Regions from separate parts of the Mus musculus genome. Here region 1 is linked to region 2. The links are chromatin contacts, called in public HiChIP or PLAC-seq maps. All regions are on one chromosome and are shown on one strand. Each heading gives the region's core, a stretch centred on a gene start, on an enhancer-like site or on the middle of the called end of the contact. The rest is flanking DNA. Distances are from core to core; before and after follow the strand shown. Region 1 has its middle 47 kb from the start of Gm33104. Region 2 overlaps Gm20139 (predicted gene, 20139).

Region 1 (4,214 bases), core at 24-2,523, 380 kb after region 2:
CAGTTCAAAGGTCAGGTGCTGTGTTCTATTTACCTAATAAGGCATTTGCCCAGCCTTGGAGGCTCAGGAAGCTTGAGGAAGTGATGTTTTGGACTTTGATCTGAAGAAAGAATGGCAGTTAAATAAGTAAGGAGGGTAGAGACTCATTCCTGGTAGGCAGTCCCACACCTGCAGTACTCTTAGGGTAGGCCAGGAGTGAGAAGGCCTGGTTCCTTTCCTACAGCTGGTGGGCCTCCAAGGAAGAACACCAAGGTCATTACTTCCCCACTCTTTTACGAGAGTATTATCACTATTAGTTGGCGCATGCCACTGCAGTAAAACTGTCTAAAGTGGGATTTTTTTTTTAATTAAATCATTTCTACTTGAAGCTAATACTAACTAAGTCTCTTAGTGATGGAAGAGACAGAGTCCAAACTGGCCATCTCTTGTCACCAACTGAAGCTTCTAATACCAGGACTGGGTTGCTTTCAATTGAGTTGTTGGCCAAGAGGTCCCATGGAGATCCCTAAACAACCCAGGCTGTTGCTAAGACAAACTCTCCTCAAACATCCAGGCCCCATTGCTGAGAACCACACCCATACAACTCATTAAACATGGAGAAGTTGAGCTGGGCTCTACATGGATTCACATCTACTCCCTTTGGTGAGAAGAATCTTTGGTGTGGGAAGATACTCTGCAGGTCATCAAAAGAGAAACTTAAATACCAACCTGTCCATAAAACTTTTGATCTCCAGTCTATCCTATCTGAAAAACATTCTGGGACAATGGTGACATAGAACGTGTGGAAGTAGCCAAACAATGTCTGATTGACTTAAGGCTTGATCCCTGAGACAGAACCCATACCCAAACACTACTGGTCTTTAAAAAAAGAAGAAAAAACTATCATTAAAATTACTCCTTATGATATTGTGCTAAACTCATAAATCAGAGTCTTATCCAGTCAGCATCAGAGAGGCTTCCTCTGAGGGCAGATAGGAACAGATGCAGAGACCCACAGCCAGACATTGGGCAGAGAGAGACCTTGAACATCCAGCTCTCAATGGGAAGTTTTAGTCAAATCCCTTCCCTCACAGCTCAGAGAACCCCACAGAAGGGGAGGTGGAGAGTGTAAGAAACTGAGGGTACCGAGGTCCTGCCTGAGTGTGAGGGTCCTGAGGAAGGAAAGAATGGGAACAGAGCTGATGCAGTAATGACTCAGAGTCAGTAATAGACACACACTGCTAGTTCAGGTCCTCTCCTGTCCCTGATGATTCTCAGTATTCGTTATTTAATTTCAGTTTAAGCTTAAGGGTAAATAAACATAGAAAGTCTGAACCCAGTCTTGTGTTTACTAAAGCTACATCATCAAGGCTTTGATCACTGTTAATAATTATCGAGAACTCATAGATTTACATAAGCTCTATGAGTCCCGGATCAATAATCCCAGCCCCCTGTTTCCTTAGAGCAGAACCAAGCACAAAACAAAAGCACATTTAGCCTTCCACAGCCTGTTTTTATGGACATCTGGGCACAGCTCTTCCAGTTTTCTGGTACAGCAGACAGCAGCCTTTAGTAACTTCTTCCATGTAAGAATAGAAAAATGACAGACTACTAAAGTTAAAATGATACCTTACCAAGTTTTGAATTTATGTAAGTAATACACTAAAACAGTTAGCTCTCTCTAATACCTTTCCAGGCATTGATATCTTCAATTCATCAATCAGCTAGAATAACAGAGCACTAACTTTTTATATGCGTCTACATCATCTTTTAAGTCTCTAATCTTCATTTTCTTATCGCAGCAATGCTATAACCTCACGTACTCTCATTCTAATACTATATATTCCTAAAATATATATAAATTTCTATTTTTTCTATCCATACCCTTTCTTCCTGAGATCACTCTAACTCTCTGTCCTCGATATCTCTGAATTCGTTCTGGCTGATCAGTGCAGCAGTCATTGAACCAGAGGGTACATGTACTTCCCAATGATTCCGAAATCATTCAAGGCCAAGTCTGGTAATGAAGCATTTCCTAAAAGGACCATGTAGGCTTTTATGACACTTGTGATTATATTGTCTAGATCATTTCCCATGGTCCTGAAGGCCTGTCCATCATCCATCATGACCACCTCCATTCCTCATTCCTGAAAATCACATCAGTTTTGATTACTATGTCATGATTAGCTCTGAGTAATGGGGGTGGGGGGAGTATACTCCCCAAAAAGAAAGATTGAAAGTAGAGTAGTAAAGACAGAAGATCAAGTTTGGGGCAACAGCAACCATGTACACATGTGGGGGTCATAGGATCAACAGCCTGGCAATGCTCCAGGTGGAGGAACTGTGTCACACCTCCCCTTATACAGTCATGCCAGACTGGGCATGAGGGGATGGAGGACACCAGGAGAACAAGGCCCTCTGGATCAACTGAGCAAGAGTAATATGACTCATAGAGACTGAAGCAGTACACAAAGAGCCTATATAGTTCTACACCAGGCTCTCTGTGGATATATTACAGCTATTAGCTTAGGGTTTTTATGGGACTTCTGAGTGTGAGAACAAATGGGTCTCGGATTCTTGTGTTTGCTCTTGGAATCTTTCCCTCCTTTTGTACTGGCTGCTTTGTCCAGCCTCAATATAATAGTTTTTTGTTTCACCTTGTTATATTTCATTTTGTCAAGTGTGGTTGTTATCTTTTAGATAACAAGGTAATAAGAGACAGAATGGGGAGTGTATCCGAGGGAAGCTGAAGTGGGGAGGAACTGGGAGCAGCAGGAGTGGAAATTGTCATCGGCATTTATTGCATGAGGTAAGAACCTATATTCAATACAAGAAAAATAAAGGAATAAAAGTGTTTCTACTCACAGTTCACACATTTTAAATTACGGGTTTACACAAAGAAACAATCAGTGCTGGATGATCGCATGAGCTATACCCTTTATTGACTGGGTAGCTTTTGACTAGCCATTTAACTTCTCTACATCTTGGTTTTTACCTTCATAAAATTAGAAGGTTAATCCACAGGACATCTTGGGAGTTCCATTCAATGCTGAAGATTTGAAAAGATGTCTCTGAGTGCTATAAGGTGTGTCACCTAGTGATACAGGTGGTGTCCACTTATTAGATTAGCCTTTCCTAAATCACTTAGCCCCGTGGCCCACAGTAACAACATCCACCCTGGGGGTTAAACCTGATTCACAATGAAGAACACAGATGTTCTGCCGTGTGGAGGTCTGTGACCTTCTTTTTAAAGAAAATTGTGAAATTATATATACATATGCTTTAAAAACCTAAACTTTATCAGAACCTTTCTAAGGATAATAACAATATGACTTTTGCAAGCATGGGGTATTATCATTGTTTATTGTTACTAACTCAGACATAGTTAGACAGGCAGTTATACTAACAACTGACCTGAGAACTTGAGAGGACTTTTCTCAAGAAGTAAGGTGTTGGGATCCATTCCGGTTGGGGCCACCCCCACCATCTTCCTTCTGAGCCCAGCTGAGGCTGCTAAGGGCTCTAGAGTGCTCTCCACACTACAGGACCTTAGGATCACCTTGGGATCACGGGTGAGTGGAACGCAACATCAGCTCCAAAGAATTGCGGAGGGTCTTGTGCTGGCAGGAACAGGGACAAAGGAACCATGCCTGACCAGAGGCTGGGATCCATTCAGGTCGGGGCCAGACCAGCCATCTTCTGTGTGAACCCAGCCGAGGTCATCTAGGGCAGCAGAGGACTCTCCACGCCACAGGACTCCTAGCACACCCAGGACCTCCTGATCATCTGAGAGCACGTGGGTGATAGAAGCAACAAAACTTCTTGGTCAGGGTCCCCTCAGGCCTTCATCCTCAGCCGGGAGGCAGAGCTGAGACCCAGACCCCTGGGCACATTCCTTGCCAGAGGAGAGTCGGCCTACAGGGAGGGTTCTGACCCCAGAACTCAGGAGGTGAATCAGAGCTCCAGACTGCTGAACACCTGCCCTGCAAGAGGAGAGCTTGCCTGCAGAGAATGCTCTGACCACTGGAACTCAGGTGAGAGTTGAACTCCCAGAAGTGCTGACAGAGGCTAACAAAATCACAGGAGGATCAAGCTCCAACCAGAGACAACATGATCATTAACACCAGAGATTTCCAGATGGCGAAAGGCAAATGTAAGAATTATACTAACAGAAACCAAGAACACTGGGCATCATCAGAACCGAGTATACCCACCACAACGAGTCCTGGATACCC
Region 2 (4,162 bases), core at 666-3,165:
AAGGCACTCTAACTAGGTACTTTAAAACAACTACAGTTTATTCTCTCAGAGTTGTAGAGACTAAAGTCTGAGATGTGGGTGTTGGCAGGGTTAGTTGTTTCTAAGTTTTAAGAGGGAGACTCCTTTCCATACTTCTGCTAGCTTTTGATGGCTTCAGCCAATGTCTGGTTTTTCTTGGCTCCTGTCTTTATAGAATGGTTTACTCTCTCTCTCTCTCTCTCTCTCTCTCTCTCTCTCCCTCTCCTTATAAGGACACCAGTTTTATCCCATTAAAGGCCAACTGTATTCCAACATGGCTTCATTTTAGCTACTTGTATCTATAATAGACTTATTCCTGAAATATTGTAAAATCTCAAGATTCCAGAAATTATAAATCTTTAGAAAGATACTATCCACACAGTACATGAGAGAAGCATGAATCCTTTGCGTGTCATTGTTTAGAGAGCCGAGAGACAGCATCTGGAGAGAACAGCTAAAAGGATACGGAGACATAACTGTAACAGGGAACAAATATCCAATCCAATGAGGAAACTGAGGAAAGTTTAAAGAGGGAACTGTTTTAATAAGAATAAAGGGAGAAACAAGTGGGTGGATAAGCACCCCAGACTAACAATGCAAGGACCCCATCTTTAAAACTCTGTTCCATTTTCTCTGAAACAAACCTATCAGCCTCCACAACTGGCCTGCCCCTTGCAGCTTCTCCAGACCTGGCCCAGCATCCCCTGCTACCGAGATGTTGCCCACCTTTTCAGTGCTGCTTAGCATTCAGGTCTGTACAACCTGGAGTTAGAGGGGGTACACCACCACTGAAGAATAAGGAATGGTTGCCAGTTGATGCACGCACCATATTTCCAGCCCAAAGACTCGTCTCCCATGGGTTTCATAAGATTCCCCAGAAGATTCTGAGGAGTTAGTACCAGTTGGCAAAAGCAGTGGCCAGCTAAATAACTCATCCTTGTTTCACTTCAAACCTCATTCATGCTTCTGGCCTCTCATTCCTGTTCTATGACATAATTTCAGAAATAAGCCTGGTGTGTTCAGAAGTTTCTTTTGGTGCAAGGGCTGTGGGTAACTGAGAGGAGTAGGAGGAGACAGGAAGAGGTGGAAGTGGACAGGAATAGGTGAGTATAGAGAAAGAATAGAGAAGAGAAGGCTATTGTCTTCTTCCGAGGAAGTCACTGTCAACCTTCAGGACAGCAGACATATGGAGCAGAGATATGCAGCCAAAACTCCAGAGAGCAAGGTTAACCCGGTGTAATTAGATCTGGCCACAGAGCAGGTGGGAAGGACAGAGATGACATGCCCATGAGCCACCATCCTTCACTCCTTCATGTCCAGCTTCTCATCTGCTAAAAGTAATTAAAATGCCAACCTTACAGGAGAAAGATTTTGCCAAGTTTCCAGATATATTTATAAAAGTTAGCTGTTTTCAACTATTGTTTGAGTTAGTTACTCATTTTTACTTAGTTATAGATACTAATAGCTATTATTAATAAACAAAAGAGACATGTCTATAGCTGCCTCAGTAGTCTAAAAAATTCCTTTAGTCATTAGAAATTTGTTTAAACATGAGAGTGCTTTTCTTATAGCTGGAAATTATATATTTTATAATCTGTCTAATTTTTCATTATTAACCAAATATCCTCAAGCGAGACATGAACAAGTAGCAAACTGTCTAAAGTGTTCTCCAGCTGGCTTCACCCTTCAATGGTTTTCAATCAAAATTGCTGCCAGTGAAGCAATTGACACTCAGACTTTAAACAACACTGACTGCTGATGGAGATGAATCACTGGGGGAAAGGCCTAGGTTTCTGGATCCTTGGAGGCTTTTATTGAACTCCTGAATTCAGTGAGCTGCATCCAATCTCACTGGCCAGATGACCTGTTTTGAAGCCTGGCTCAAGGGGACTTCTCAAAGGGCTGTTCTCGGCTGTGTTAAACTCTGAGATGTCCTGACTCACGATGTGTTAATACAAGGGTTAGTAGAGCTTTGCCTGGGAAGCAATCCACCTCTAGCATTCAGGAGCCTATGGCTTTGAGAATTAGAACCAGTGTGATCCTCTTCTTATCCTTTGAGAAGTAGCTTTGTAATACTTTTGGAATAATGGTACCATGTAAAGGAAATGCCTGTCCTGCCTTTAAACTATCTGTCTGTCTGTCTATCTATCTATCTATCTATCTATCTATCTATCTATCTATCTATCTATCTACCTGGGTCTTAAACATGCTGGCCAAGCACCTACCACTGAGCTAAAACCCAGAGGAGTCCCCTAATTTTATGCCTCTTTCTCAAAAACATTTTTAAATGGGAGTAATTATGACAAGGGAGAGAGTATTTAATGAGAGGGAAAACAGGCACAAAATTTCTGATTCTTGTTTTTAGAAAGGAAACCAACGGTGTTGTAGCATACTAGACACTCAAAAAGAAGAAAGATGTATTATGAAAATATTGTCTTTGCATTCTCTCTGGATTATGTAGTTGTTGAACCCTATGATTAATTTGTTGAATATTTTGTGGTTATTGCTTTGTTTACACAAATGACTGCCAATTCAAAGTCTCACCCAGAAGAGCTAGCCAGGGGGCATTGATTGTAATGGATATGTACTAATCTTAAAATAGGGGTTAGACATGTGGGCTAGCAGGACTCAAGTATTACAAGTAAGCCTTAAGCCACAGGAGACTTTAGAAAATACTCACATAGGACACTTGTTCCTATGAGCCTGTATTCTTAATCTATTTTCAATGAACAGAGAAGTCAGGTGCCAAGAACTGCATTTTCAACTAGGGGGGTATGGAAGGTCCTTTTGAAAAGAAGCATTAGCTGGAAAAGAAAAATCCTGTTTATAAGTTGAGATTGGGAAGGGGTTCTTGTAGTACAATTGTCTTTGGGACTCAACTACCATACTTATTAATTTATCTATAATTGATCAAATTTGCATACCTGTATTGAGTTCTATTGAGTTCAACATATTTAGAAATGTGTAAGCATTGTGTGTCATTGTTTAAATCCAGTTGGTATATGTTCTCCTCATACACTTTTAATTTTGTGCATATTAGTAACAAATCTGTGATTGGTGATTTTCCAGAATATGAAATGATGTTACTAGCTGTGGCCATAATGCCATTCGAAAGATCTAGAGAGCTTATTCTATCTCACTGAAATTTTGTATCCTGTGGCCACCATCTTCTTGTTGTAAAATTCTAAGAAGAGATTTTCATTTCAGGAGCTCTGGAAATTGAGTTCATGTCTCACAATCCCATGCTTCTTGTCTATACATTAGCAAGTACAATCTGTCACAGAATTGTTGGTGCCTCCCTGGAGCTTAAGAAAATGTTTTCTTAAAATGCTGGGAAAACAGGCAGCTCTATGAGTGAACTCAGTCTCATTGAAAGTGGTATGGTGGAGAATGGCCCATTGATTTGATGGTTCTTAAACTTTTATCCTAGGTACCTAAGGTTTCTCTGTGTAACCCTGGCTGTCCTGGAACTCACTCTGTAGACTAGGCTGGCCTGGAACTCAGAGATGTGCCTGCCTCTGCCTCCCAAGAGCTGGCATTAAAGTGAGTGCCACCATTGCCTGGCTTAGAGTTGTCTCTTAAGATCTTTTCTCTAGAGGTTTGCAGATGCCCTGCCAGGCCTTCTAATAGGTATACTCTTGCCCACTCTCTCAAGTTCTGTCGTAACTAATCTTGGGGTCTCAGAACCCACTCTCCTGTTTTGTTTGGTAATGTGGAAGTGACTTGTGATGGTTTGTATATGCTCAACCCAGGGAGTGGCACTATTGTAAGATATGGTTCTGTTGGAGTAGGTGTATCACTGTGGGCTTTAAGACCCTCATCCTAGCTGCCTAGATGCCAGTATTCTGCTAGCAGTCTTCAGATGAAGATGTAGTACTCTCAGCTCTTTTGTACCATTCCTGCCTGGATGCTGCCATGTTCCCACCTTGAATGATAATGGACTGAACCTCTGAACTTGTTAGCCAGCCCCAATTAAATGTTGTCCTTATAAGAGTTGCCTTGGTCATGGTGTCTGTTCACAGCAGTAAAACCCTAACTTAGACTTGACTCTATGTGTTTCATTAGCCCAGATTTGGTTTTCACAAGACTGTATTTAAACCCATTTCAATACTGTTCTCAGAAGAGTTCCATCACCTAGTGTCTT

Evidence for each region. HiChIP or PLAC-seq counts read pairs in DNA pulled down with a chosen protein or histone mark.
Region 1: an HNF4G HiChIP or PLAC-seq map of pancreatic cancer cells shows a contact between it and region 2. The contact joins two enhancer-like sites.

The regions. Positions count from the first base shown.
Region 1 is chr10:19,531,623-19,535,836 of GRCm38.p6, forward strand. No RefSeq gene overlaps it. Among named protein-coding and RNA genes, the nearest start is that of Gm33104, 47 kb to the left of the region's middle. Within about 2 kb of position 1,274, at least 28 of the 459 cell types and tissues checked have an H3K27ac peak or open chromatin away from gene starts, as enhancers often do. A contact at or near this core is called in pancreatic cancer cells, where this site is marked.
Region 2 is chr10:19,148,401-19,152,562 of GRCm38.p6, forward strand. The region is part of intron 1 of Gm20139 (predicted gene, 20139); the gene reads left to right. Among named protein-coding and RNA genes, the nearest start is that of Gm20139, 8.7 kb to the left of the region's middle. Within about 2 kb of position 1,916, at least 25 of the 459 cell types and tissues checked have an H3K27ac peak or open chromatin away from gene starts, as enhancers often do. A contact at or near this core is called in pancreatic cancer cells, where this site is marked.